4 separate regions of the Mus musculus genome follow, and all the other regions are linked to region 4. The links are chromatin contacts, called in public promoter capture Hi-C maps. All regions are on one chromosome and are shown on one strand. The core of a region is the stretch at or near the end of the contact, and the rest is flanking DNA. Distances in the headings are between cores, read along the strand shown. Region 1 overlaps Atg13 (autophagy related 13). Region 2 holds the start of Atg13 (autophagy related 13). Region 3 has its middle 15 kb from the start of C1qtnf4. Region 4 holds the start of Pacsin3 (protein kinase C and casein kinase substrate in neurons 3).

The links. Promoter capture Hi-C pulls out the DNA fragments that hold promoters and counts their contacts.
Region 1: a contact with region 4 is called in a promoter capture Hi-C map of liver, with 2.0 times the contacts expected there. The contact joins the enhancer-like site here to the promoter of Pacsin3 in region 4. A contact is called at or near these places in 11 of 39 promoter capture datasets (the C10 cell line, cranial neural crest, embryonic stem cells and 6 more), 1 of 115 datasets of contacts at active chromatin or transcription factors (stem cell-derived neural progenitor cells) and 2 of 9 other capture datasets (embryonic stem cells and pancreatic islet).
Region 2: a contact with region 4 is called in a promoter capture Hi-C map of neutrophils. The contact joins the promoter of Atg13 here to the promoter of Pacsin3 in region 4. A contact is called at or near these places in 11 of 39 promoter capture datasets (the C10 cell line, cranial neural crest, embryonic stem cells and 7 more), 7 of 115 datasets of contacts at active chromatin or transcription factors (astrocytes, double positive thymocytes, embryonic stem cells and 4 more) and 2 of 9 other capture datasets (adipose tissue and pancreatic islet).
Region 3: a contact with region 4 is called in a promoter capture Hi-C map of pre-B cells. The contact joins the enhancer-like site here to the promoter of Pacsin3 in region 4. A contact is called at or near these places in 18 of 39 promoter capture datasets (the 3T3-L1 cell line, 3T3-L1-derived adipocytes, the C10 cell line and 12 more), 2 of 484 Hi-C or Micro-C datasets (the C2C12 cell line and CD4 T cells) and 1 of 115 datasets of contacts at active chromatin or transcription factors (astrocytes).

The regions. Positions count from the first base shown.
Region 1 is chr2:91,682,606-91,685,602 of GRCm38.p6, forward strand. Atg13 (autophagy related 13) reads right to left here. Exons shown (of 17, transcript NM_001355419.1): 9 at 2,546-2,644; 10 at 2,064-2,154. Among named protein-coding and RNA genes, the nearest start is that of Atg13, 26 kb to the right of the region's middle. Within about 2 kb of position 1,451, at least 24 of the 459 cell types and tissues checked have an H3K27ac peak or open chromatin away from gene starts, as enhancers often do.
Region 2 is chr2:91,709,092-91,712,249 of GRCm38.p6, forward strand. It overlaps Atg13 (autophagy related 13), which reads right to left and starts at 1,501. Exons shown (of 17, transcript NM_001355419.1): 1 at 1,156-1,501. Harbi1 (harbinger transposase derived 1) reads left to right here and starts at 1,761. Exons shown (of 3, transcript NM_178724.5): 1 at 1,761-2,160; 2 at 2,989-3,158. The coding sequence starts at 3,105.
Region 3 is chr2:90,869,201-90,872,021 of GRCm38.p6, forward strand. No RefSeq gene overlaps it. Among named protein-coding and RNA genes, the nearest start is that of C1qtnf4, 15 kb to the right of the region's middle. Within about 2 kb of position 1,256, at least 110 of the 459 cell types and tissues checked have an H3K27ac peak or open chromatin away from gene starts, as enhancers often do. A contact at or near this core is called in 3T3-L1-derived adipocytes, the C2C12 cell line, hippocampal neurons and 1 more, where this site is marked.
Region 4 is chr2:91,255,507-91,258,609 of GRCm38.p6, forward strand. It overlaps Pacsin3 (protein kinase C and casein kinase substrate in neurons 3), which reads left to right and starts at 1,307. Exons shown (of 11, transcript NM_001289678.1): 1 at 1,307-1,420.

The DNA.
Region 1 (2,997 bases), core at 201-2,700, 430 kb after region 4:
GAAGGAGGAGGGGTAAATAAAAACCACTATTTTTAGTTGCTGGGTTGTGGCTATGTCCTGCTAAAATCAATTACCAAGCCTTAAAATAATCCCACAGAACATCTGGGGACCAAATAACTATACCCTATACTCTGTTTTCATTTTGTTAAGTAGAAAGAAGCCATCTGATCATCCCCGTTTTCCCATTATGAACTCACTTGATGGGAAAAGGCCAGTCCTGCCATGGGGACCCTCAGAGTGTCCGTCACCACAGGAGTAGGGGTCTGAAAATGTGCCTTTGTGACAGTAAACACACACTGTGCACAGACACACAGAGAGACAGGAGAAACAAGAAAAAAAGAAAAGGGACTTGAGAAAGAAGTGGGAAAGAAAAAACCTCCAGAAGGGGCAGCAGTGAGCAGTGAACAGAGTACTGAGAGGCAGGGAGAAGAGTGCAAGCCGGCTTCCCAAAGCAGCAACCAGGAGGGGACATTTAGCTCAGGGTGTGCCTCTTTGACAGGCAGCTAGAAAATGAACTGACTCAAGTGGGAATGACATGGCAAAACAGAAGCCTGAGCCAGGCATTAATCTGTCGTTAGCTGAAAGGTGTGGGAGGACGTGAGGGAGCAGCTCCCTCAGGAGAGCCTCGAGCCTATGGAGACCAACCTCAGAACTGAGGGCCTTGCTCAGGAAGCCCACCCTCAGCCTGCAGAGACCATGGCAAAAAGCTGAAATTTGCTGGCTATATTATTAGTAAGCTTAGGTGTACATTTCTGTATGACATCCTGGGAATGACTGGGAATACAGTATGTGAGTGTATGTGAGTGTGTGTGTGTGTGTGCACGCGCGCGCATGTGTATAGTCTAGCAGTTGGGAGAACTTGAGAATAAAAGCTTGGGTGTGCTAAACATTTAGGATTCCAAAGCTACTTTAAACACCCTAATTATCTGGGGTTCTCCTGTTTCAGCTTTAAATCTGACTGCCACACATGTAACGTGGCAGAAATGGCGTTCCCTAGCCCCCCAAAATAAAACTGTAGTAAAAAAATTTTAATGGAAAACAACAACATTAAATCTCCCAATTAACACACTGGTAGCTGAGCATGGGAACACATGCCTGATCCTAGCACCTAGAAGACGGAGACAGGAGGACCAGGCGTTCAAAGACAGTCTTGGCTGCACTGCAAGTTATGAGACCTTGTTTCAAACAAACAAAAGAAGTCATGATGTGCATGCTCGTAATCTCAGAAGGCAAGAAAAGGAGAATGGCCACGAAGTCATTCAAAGGCAGCCTGGTCCACGTAGTGTGCTCTAGGCCAGCCAAGAATCCATGCAAAGCACTACCTTAAAAACAGAAACCTAAACAAGTTAGATGGGAAGAGGATGAAGCAACGAGGCAGAAGGTAAAGGAGCCTGAGGAGTGTGGGGTGATGTCAGTCTCAGCCCATGCTGATTACATAAGGCTGCGCTGCGCTTCCTGGGGATGCTGGCATCAGAATTCAGGGCAGGACTTACTGAAGGAACTGTGTGGCCACTCAAGACTCGCTCCCGTGGGAAAGTCAGTGGCTGAGATGCTTGGACAGAGGGCGTGGCCAGGCAGGTAGAGAGGGCGTGGCCAGGCAGGTAGAGAGGGCGTGGCCAGGCAGGCAGATGGCTGTATCAGCTTGAAGAAAAGCAGTGCTTCTGCATGTTGTTTTCAATTTTATATTAAGTACTTCCTGCTCTTTGGTACATAGTCTACTATTATGAAGTGAAATTTATTACTTATTAAGAAAATAAGCAAGGAGTGGTAGTAGACACTTTTAATCCTAGCACTCAGGAGGCAGAGGGAGGTGGATCTCTCAGTTCGAGGTCAGCCTGGTTTACAGAGTGAGTTCTAGGACAGCAAAGGCTAGTCAGAGAAACCCTATTTTGAAAACAAAACAAAACAAAACAAAAACAAAACAAAACTAAACTAAAAATGGAGCAACTAAATCAACACATGCATGTTAGAGTGATCTCATCACCAAAGGGCATAGATTAAGTTTGGACAACATTCCCTAAAGCCCACACGAATACACACAGCCCCCATAACCCTTTTCCTACCTGGGAGGGAGGGGATGTGGAAAAAGATGTGGTACACACTTCCTGAGAGTCTTCCACTGACGGGTACGCGACCCCTGCGTCCTCAGCAGTTCTACCGTCGGGAGGGAGGGAGGGAGGGAGGAACGACGATGGAGTTTATATAATCACAATAGCCGACTTCAGAAAGTATGCAAACAGTGCTTAGGAAAGGCTGGGAGCTGTGTCAACGAGTTCTAGCCAGAGATTATAAAGCCAGACAGCAAACCAAAAACCATTTTTCATAGTTCACAAAGTCCCGACATCTTGCAGTCCCCAAATAACCTGGAGGAGGTGATGTGGCCACAAACCTGAACACCCAGTTAGTTCCTAGATACGGTGGCTCAGGCCTTGGTGTACCTAACAGGCAGCAGCGAGAACAAAACTAGCCTTTTCATTTCTACCCACATGGCTCGAGGCTGCTATTGCTTAGCTGTAGCTTGGGGGAGACTCGTCTCAGCCCTTACCTGTAATTACAGGGGTGCATAGGAGAAGAGCTGGGATAGGGACGGTCAACAAAGTGATCAATGATAATCCCCATGATAGGTGGGGTCCTCTCAAATTGCCTGTAATGCAAGAAGCACAATACAGTATTTGTTAGAATATCTTCCAAGTCACCTTCAAGTCCAGAGGGCCCATTATGGCATAGTCACTTCAGGTCTACCCAGAACCTTAATGCTACAGTCTCTAAATATAAGCCACAACTTTACTTCTGGACAGCTTGGCTAGGGACACTTAAAATCTCCACCATGAGCCGGGCGTGGTAGCGCACACCTTTAATCCCAGCACTTGGGAGGCAGAGGCAGGCGGATTTCTGAGTTCGAGGCCAGCCTGGTCTATAGAATGAGTTCCAGGACAGCCAGGGCGATACAGAGAAACCCTGACTCGGAAAAAAAAAAAAATCTCCACTATGACAGTG
Region 2 (3,158 bases), core at 251-2,750, 450 kb after region 4:
ACCTACAAGAGCAGATAGATAGATAGTGTTGTTTGGTTGTATTACATGCCTATAGCCCAGACCTGGGGAGTCAGAGGCAATAGGACTGCTAACAAGTTCAATACTAGCCTAGTCTACATAGTGAGTTCCAGGCCAACAAGTGTAATACACAAAAAGATCTTGTCTCAAAAAGCAGAGATTAATTGGTTGTGAATATAGCTCTGTAGTAGACTGAGCAGAGTGATAGGTTAAACCTCAAGTAAGAACACGTATGTGTTTGTGTATAGATATATAATTATTGTATACATATAAACATATACATATAAATAAATTTATACATATTTCATTAGGAGAATTTCAAAACTAGACATGATGGTATATGCTAGATAATCTCAACACTTACGATGCCGGGAAAGGAGGATCAGTAACTCAAGGCAAACAAACCCTGGCTGCATAGGTGAACCCTGTTTCCAACTATCCCAACCTAGGCCTGTGACAGCCTGCGTCGGTATTCTCAGCTCCTCAGGAGGCTGAGTGAAGAAGATAACTGAAGCACAGGAGTTTAAGGCCAACCTGGGCTACGGGCTACCACCGAAGTGGGGAGGGGGGAGCCAACAAAGGAATGTTACCTTGAGGATAGATTGAGCAGATTAACTAGGAAAAAAGTGAATGAGAGATTTACAACCCAAGAAGGTGCTTAGCCACTTAATTCAGAGATTTAATGAGAATAGGTTTTCGCAGGTTATTCCACTGCCAGTAAGAACATAGTCCCCTTTTTCACTAGTCAAGTCACCCTCACTTACAGGAGGACTTCATACTTGGCATTAAAAATTTTTTTTGATTGACTGAAAACTTACCTAACCTACCTTGATACCCAACACCGGAGTTACGGCCCTACAAATGTTCTCCAATAGATCTTTTTGACATAACTCAAAGAGACAATAAAGTAGCAAGAAAATTTCGGGGGATGTCTGTAACGGTTGGGACGCCTCAAGAGCCAACAGGGTCTACACCAACCCAACTTCTCGTAGAAAACATAATCAGGGGATTATGGAACTGAACCTCGGTTGCTTGGCTTGGGCGTCCCCAAGGTGGTGGCCAAGGGAACACAGATCAGTGACCTCCCACTCGGGGGCGCTGAAAGATCCGGGGGTTATTACCCTCAAAAGTGAGTACCTGCGAAGCTACGGCACAGAGAGTGGCTCCGGGCTCTCATTCCGGAGGCCGGGGCCTGGGGCCGGCCAACTGCACCTCCCAGCAGAGGGTTCCGCGCTCCCGGGCGGTAGTGACAGCACAGGTCGCAGAGAGATATCTCACGCTAACGAGGCTCCGGGATCCCAGAACTGAAAAAGCTGTCGGACTGGTGTGGACTGGTTTTTCTCAGAGCTTCCCCTTCACACGTCAAACGATCTCTCCCGCCCTAAGCCAGCAACCAGTCGCTGCCCGGCGCCGCCATCCTTAGTGTTTGTTTTCATCCGCTTCAGTGCAGGCGGTGGGGAGGTAGAGCGCTACGGAGGAAATGCAGCTGCCTAAATTCAGCTGCACTTTCGCTACACCACAAACGACCTATTTAATATTTCTGTACATCAGAGTCTTCAAGAAAGGCGGCTTATTTCCAGAAATAAATCATATGATTAATTTTAAAGCCTTTTAGGAGAAAAAAAAGGGTTTGGGAAGGAATTTAGGGAGTTGGAGACTGGGCTTCGTGTAGAATGTACGGAAGCGAAGCGCAGGCCGCGGTGGCCGAGGTGCTGATGACGCGGCGTGGGGCGGGCGCTGACGCGGAAGGGGAGGTGCGGCTGTTGCGCACCGTGGCGGCTTGTGTGCGGCCGTGGGTTCCGGAGGCGGGCCTTCTTCGGCCCCGAGGGTGGAGAGTGCTCCGGTTAATCCGGTAGCTACGGAAAGGTGGCGATCAGCGTTCGGTTATTCTGGGTCGAGCAGCCAGACTTTGGTTATCTTACTATTTTTGAGACAAGGTCTCGCTGTGTAACTCAGGTTAGCTTTGAACGTAATGTAGCTCCAGCAGGCATGGAGCACGCGGCGATGCTACCCAGTTTCCAGAATGCTAACATTACAGGCTGGACCAGCCTTAGGAGCTTTTTGTTTTGTTTTACTTTGTTTTGACTGGTGCTCGTAGTCCACGCTTGCCTCGCACATGATCTTCTGGTCTACACTTCCCAAGTACAGTGAGCCCATTCCTGGCTGGGGCATCTTTACTTACACGGCTTTTAAAGGAATAAACTTTTTAAATACATTTATGTTTTGGAGGCGGGCGTGATGTGGCAAGGGTGTTGGACGATTCTTTCTTTCCACCATATGGATCTCAGATAGCCAACTAATTTATTTCACCAGGCTTCACAGGCAAACCCTGTGCCCTCGGAGCCATCTTTGTCCCTTAATACTGTTTTGAAAGCGGGTTGAAAAGTGGCCTCGGTGTTCCAGACCTACCTGGTTCACTTAGCTTTTTCCTCCTTTCCTTCCTTTTATACTCTTCCTTCCTTTCTAGCCTAAAGCTTCGGGATTTGGGTCTCTTGAGATGAAGGGAAAGCCTGTTACAGCAGACAGTGTAGGTCCCCAGGCAGGGCCACAGACTGTCTTTCTTCCTTTCTCCCCCCCCCCCACCCCCCCTTTGTTCTACATCTCTAGTTGGACTGGTTTGAGCACTCCCTCATCTGTGGAGCCATAGGGCTTTGCAAAACAAACCTCTGAGTAACCCTTAAGGTGTTTTCAACTTGTCAGCTGTCTCCTGGTTGCCACAGACCTCTTTTACCTTGTAAATTGTTTGTTCTCATGTGTTGTTCTCAGTTGAAATGCCAGGCAGTAGATGAGCCACTGGGATTGAACTCTTATTGTCTGCAAATTAGATCAAGTTTGTCATACAATAGTGAGTCAGTGGAGATAAATCTAGAGTTAACAAGTGAATGGCTGAAAAAGGTGTAGGTTTTGAGTCATTTGGTATGGTTTGGATCACGTTTCTAATTATTTTTTTCTTTTAATTAACATTTACAGAAAGAAGATTATAAATGTCAGAGCCATTTAACTGATGGTTAGCTGTTGAATTCTGATACTTACTGCGCTGGGAAAAATTCGGGAAAAGCAGATAGAAGAGGACCTCCACATTAGCAATGGCTATTCCAATAACAGTGCTTGACTGTGATCTCTTGCTGTATGGCCGAGGT
Region 3 (2,821 bases), core at 6-2,505, 390 kb before region 4:
TGTAGGAGTCAGTTCTCTCCTTTAAGAACATGTCAGAGATTCAACTCCAGTCACCAGGCTTGGCAGCAAGTGCCTGTACCCACTGAGCCATCTCTCTGACCGAGTTGTTTTTTAAAACCAGAGACAGGATGGTGGAATGGGAGCAGTCTCTAGCTCTGTCACCAGCTGTGGGGTTTTAGATCAGTTACTTGTGGTTCTTGCTCGGTTGGTTTGGGGTTTGGTTTTGTTTTGGGGGGGTTGTTTGTTTTTTGGGGGGGAGTTTTTTGAGACAGGGTTTCTCTGTATAGCCCTGGCTGTCCTGGAACTCAATTTGTAGACCAGGCTGGCCTTGAACTCAGAAATCCGCCTGCCTCTGCCTTCTGAGTGCTGGGATTAAAGGCGTGCGCCACCACACCCGGCTCTTGGTTTTGATTTTATGGAGCTGTTAACTGAATCCAGGGTTTGTGCATACAAGGCAAACATTCTACAATTGAACTATAAGTTAAAGCTTTAATCCTCTTGAATTCAACCTTCTCATCTCTAAAATAAGAAATAATGCTTACTGGAGTATTAAATCAAGTATATGGGTCCAGTTAGCATTTGGTGCGTTGTAGCTATTACTGCTAGGATAGGGGATATTTTACAGATAACAGCAAAGTCAATAAAATTCATAAAGGAGTTGAAGAGCAGCGGGACTGCTTCTCTGGCTGTCCTACCCTTTCTTCAAGGCCATTGAAGGAACACCTGGAGCAGAGACCAGCACATTCTACTATTCAGCAGACACTTGTTGGATATGTGTCCAGCTGTCTCCGCACAGACCTGCCTGAGTGTCTCACAGAATCCCACACTGAGTTACATAGTAGCCTCTGTTCCCAAGCCTGTAGCAGTATTTCTGCTCTCCAAGTTTCTAAGACATGTTATCAACACCCTGTTTCCTAAGGCAGAAACCCTGGAGTCCTCTCTGCCCTGCCTCTCTTCAGAAAAATCACCCTAGGTTCTCAGGAGTGCTGCCTCAGAGGTGTGTCTCCTATCTTTTCTGTCCACCGAGGGAGGACAGAAGGTAGATAAGCCTCAGGCTAGCTCTGTTGTGGCTAGGGCACAGGAGTCTCTTGCAGTTTTATCTACCCTAAGGGCCATGGGTGGTATCTTTTTCTGACCCACAGCTCTCAAGACTTCTCCCTGCCTTCTTTTCATCCTGCAGCCTGAGCCCAAGCCCCACAGGCACAGGTCCGCAGCCTCTGCTCTATGTTTGTCCGCCAGCAGCTGCTATCTGTGTTATCTTCCATGCAGCCTTTGTGCAGGAGGAGCTGGGCTGAGAGACAGGGCTATTTATAAATGGAAAGTGGGTGTAGAGTTCTGCAGTCACAGATGTTTTAAACAGCCTAATTCCTCCTCGCCTCTTTGAAATTCCTGTCCACCCCCTCATTGCCTAACTTTCCCCAAATCATCTACATTTCTGTCCTCCCCTTGGTCAGAGCCACAAAGGAAAAAACAAAACAAAACAATAAAAATTCAGCTACAGAATAAAGCTAAGGGTGGGGACAGTTCACCAAGAATGTAAGACCCATGAGAACCCCTGAGCTAAGTGGAGTCCAGGTACACACATGTGTTAGCAGTGGCCCCACAATCCAGGTAATATCCCCAGTTTCCAAATGAGAAAACAATTACAAAAAACGATGTAAATTTGTTAGTAAGCACCAGAGAGGTAGAATTCACATCTGGGTGTAACTGATGATAATGTGGGAGGAACCAGACACAGAGTGAGACATGGAAGCCAAATCCCTTTGGAAGGATATCTTGGACCACCTAGCCACATTCCAGTGGCTATATAGCAGTGGACTGGAGACACAGCTAGTGCTGCAGCCACTATAATCTCCCCCAGCTAAACCAGTGGTTCTCAACCTTCCTGATGCTGTGACCCTTTAATACAGTTCCTCATGTGTGGTGACCCCCAATCATAAAATTATTTTCATTGCTGCTTCATAACTGTAATTGTGCTACTGATGTGAATAGTAATGTAAATATCTGCTATACTGGATATTTGATATGCGATTCCCATGATCCAGAGACAAATTAGGGGAACCAATGGCAATCGCTGCAGCCCCCCTCTGGCTGCCTGAAGCTTCTCTCCTAAACTTCCTTCTGATCATGAAAAGGGACACCTGGTGCTGTCAGTCAGTAAGCCAGGAACCACAGCCAGACTTGGCACCTATAATTTCAGCACTTGGCAGGCAGAGGCAGAACTATTGCCTTAAGATTGAGGCCAGCCTAGGCTATGGTGTGAGACTTTGTCTCAAAAATCAGAAAGAGGGGGAGCTAACTTAAGAGGAAAGGGCATGGTGGGGAGAGACTGAATCGATGCTTAAATGAGTTAAGGAAGTCAGAGAAAAGTTATCTCGAATTTAGAAACTAGATGGCAATGTGGTACAAATAGTATAGGAAGGTCTAAAGAAGAAATGAGGACATGCCATTTGCAGAAAGTCTCTCAGTGGGAGAAAGGAGGACAGAACCAAAGACGCCAGCCTAGCATCACAGAGGGTGTAACTAACACTATTTAAAAGGCATAAGAGCTGGAAGGAAAGGTGAGTCCTTGGAAATCAGGGCTCTCAAAAGGACAAACATATCCCTGACTTATTTTCAGTGTCAGGCGAGTGAGCCGAGGACTGGGCTCCTCTTGGGAATAAACTGGCAGTTGTCAGGGAAGGCCGGGTACTCAGCCTAGCTGTTCCTCATTGTCCCTGGGGAAACATTGCTAAGCCAAGCAGAGGAAAGGCATGGTTTAGAGAAGGCAATGAAACCCTGCACAGGAAGAAATAATGAGAGAAAGCTAAGGTACCTAGTC
Region 4 (3,103 bases), core at 57-2,556:
GATGCTCGTCTTTGAGACAACACAGGCAACTAAAGGAGACCATTTCACGCTCCTAAGTCAGCCCCCAGCAGCTGGTGTCACTCCTAAGTTACCGTTGTTATCCTCAGCCGCCCCTCTTCCCATTTTGTGAGTGGACTCTACTGAGCAAAGAACACACGTCAGTGATTCCTTCCAGATTTAGAAACAACACGATTTTGTTATTTTTAAAGTTGTCTTTTAAAAAATCCGCGCGCGCACGTACTCACACTTCTAAGGGCGTGGAGGGGGCTGGGTTGGAAATGTGCGTGCTGGATAGAGAGCAGCTAGGCCGGTTGCTTCCCAGAGCGCGCACGGTCCCCTAAGGGGCGGTCCCTTGGGCTCTCCAACCCGGAGCGAACTGTGACTCCAGGACCCCTGAGCACCAGAGGCCTGGGACCCCGCTGGCCCGCGTTCCCTCCTGTCTCTCGGGTCAGGGGCACCGCTGCGGGGTCACCCGGCTCAGGAGAGAGCAGGAGGGGCGGAGAAGCCGAGCAGGTGGAGATTAGGTCAGCCTCAGAACATTCTTGGACCGCTCCAGTGAATATAAATAACAGACCCACAAGCTCTGAAATCCCGAGAGGCTGGGGGTGGAGCAGTGAAGAAGGGATCTATTTAGGGTGGGGTGGCATCGAGACGATTCGGAAAAAGTCTACATTGAACTAGGAGGTGAGACCAAGGGATTTAAAGATATGTTGAGATAGAAAATCTGAAACCGTGAACACGGAGGGGGAGGAGTTCGTGTTTTTTTGTCCCACTCCCACCGCGTGTTTGTCTCAGGTCTCGGAATGCGCGCTAAAGCTGCAAGCAGAGCTGCTCTAGGTAGGCATGGCTTTTCTAGTCTCGCTTCGGCCGGACTAGAGATCTTGGGCAGATAACCGCTGAAGGTATCTCTAACCCTCATTCAAGGTTACAAGGAGTGGGTGGTTATGAATCTGTCTCCCTGTAGCTAACCTCTAACTTTCTAGGTGCTCTCAGCAAAGAATGCCCCCTCAGTTTTGTCCCCGAATTCCACCCTAATGATTAGTGTGCAAGTTCCCGCTCATTCCCACCGGCCTCCTAGTCTCTGGAAAGGTCGGAGAGCGACAAAGCTCACAGCTCTCTGGTAGCCTCGCTGCACCTCCTTAGACTATTGGCTCCAGCTTTCTCTGCACCCGGGGAGCAGATCCTATGGCTCGCATCCCGAGCCACCTGGCGCAGGGATGCCTGCAGTCCCCGCTGCGGGGATGCTGTCGGTGGGGTTGGGGCGGCGGCTCCGCGGAGAGGGCGGGCCCGGGGGGCCGGGCTTCCCGGGGGAGGGCCCGAAGCGCTCCAGGAGGCGGTGGCCCGGACCCGGGAGTGGTAGGACTCCGAACTGAGCGTGGCCAGATCCCCCTAACCCACCGAGGGCCCCTGAGAGGACACGGTGAGTGCTTTGGAGGGGGAGCTGGGGGGCACGGCGGCGGCATGGTGGCTCTAGCTTGCTCTTTGGTCCTTCGACTCCTGAAGTTGGCAATGGGACGGACTCCCGCGCCGGAGACCCCGGCCATTGGCTGCCACTGAGCGCAAGGCCATCTCATCTCCTACGCTAATTAGGCGTTTCTTCAGGCCAGCCAGGGGAAATGGGGCGTCCAGCTGGAGGAGCAAATCATCTCTCAGGGTGCCTAGAGGGTCCCCAACTGCTCTCCTTGCGCCCGTTCTGAAGTCCTAGAAGGGGCCTCTGTAAAAAGCCCGCCCCCCGCCCCTTCGCGCCACTATCTGTATGGCTAACCCTAGTAGGCAGCGCCCCTTCCCCGCTGCAGTAACCAGCTGGCCCCACCTCCCCACCGAGACCAAGTTCAACAAGTTTGTCCAAGAAGTCCTAGAGCCTCCATGTCTAGGCCTGGCTATGCCTATCCTGTGGCTGGCTCCACCGGCTTGGAGTTGTTCAACACCGAGCCTTCTGGGATCCGGAGGTGGTTTGTCGGGTGGCGCTGTCTATAAGGGTGGAGGCCAAAGACCGGCAGCCCCTGAGTTCTGTGATTTGGTGTGGAGGTTAGGAGTGCGTCATCAGCGAGCAGGCACCTCAGCCGGCAGGTCGGGTTTCCAAAAGTGCCCCTTTGTTATGCCCCTCCCTGGCTCTGCCTCCTCCCCCTTTCTTTGAGCCACCCCCTCCCCCATCCTTCCAAAAGACTGTGCCAGTCTCTTGATTTTAAGCGCCCCTCTCTGGTTCAGCAGCCAGACCCTCCTGCACCTCTAAATCCAAGTCTACAGGCTGACTGGGAGAGGCTGCTGGGGAAGCCCTTGGGCGCAGCCTGTGACTCAGGACACAGGACTGGGCTGGGCAGGATAGCTTTGCTCTCTTCCAGGCCTGTGTCCCCAGCTACTGGAAAAGGGTGGGGGCTGGCTTATGTGTAAGAAAGGAACAAGGCAGAAACCTTTGGAGCTCAGGTGGGGAGAGTGGGCTCTGTCCTGAAGCCCAGAACTCCCAGTTCAGCACTAGCGGCTGGGAAGAGACCCTGCCAGTGTCCCAGAAGCCTTCTGACAGGCTAAGTGGAGAGCCTGGGCTGGAAAGATTTTAACTACCTGTTCTTGCTCTCTGACCTCTTGCTGTGGTAGGATGTGTTCACTCAGATGTGGGTCTCTGCTAATGTCAGGAGGCACAAGATGCCAATCCTCCTCAACAGGGCCCAAGGTGCCAGGTCCACCCCAAGAGCTCGATGAAGCCGGGGTGCCGGGCCTGCCTGTGCCTGGGGCTCCAGCTAGTGTTTGCTCTGTGAGGCCTGAGGGAGCTGTGCCAGCACTGCACACACAGCCTGCTCTGTTCTGGGGCCAGGGAGAAGGAACGGGTTGGGGGCAGCTCTCCTGGGAGCCGGGAGCAGGAGACTGGAGTAGGCAGGGCCCCCCAGGTCCTGGATGGCTCAATGATTTATAATTACTGCTCCCCACCACCCTATCTGGCTGGCAAGCCATTCTGGATAAGTGGGGCTGACTCAAGAGGAAACAAGGTGGAGAGCTAGTGGAACTTGGGGGGCAGTTTGTTCTGTGTCTAGGGATCTTCGTTGACTATAGGCTAATGAGGTCCCAGGGAGAGGCCAGTCTCCCTCCTGCCAGCAGATGTAGGAAGTCA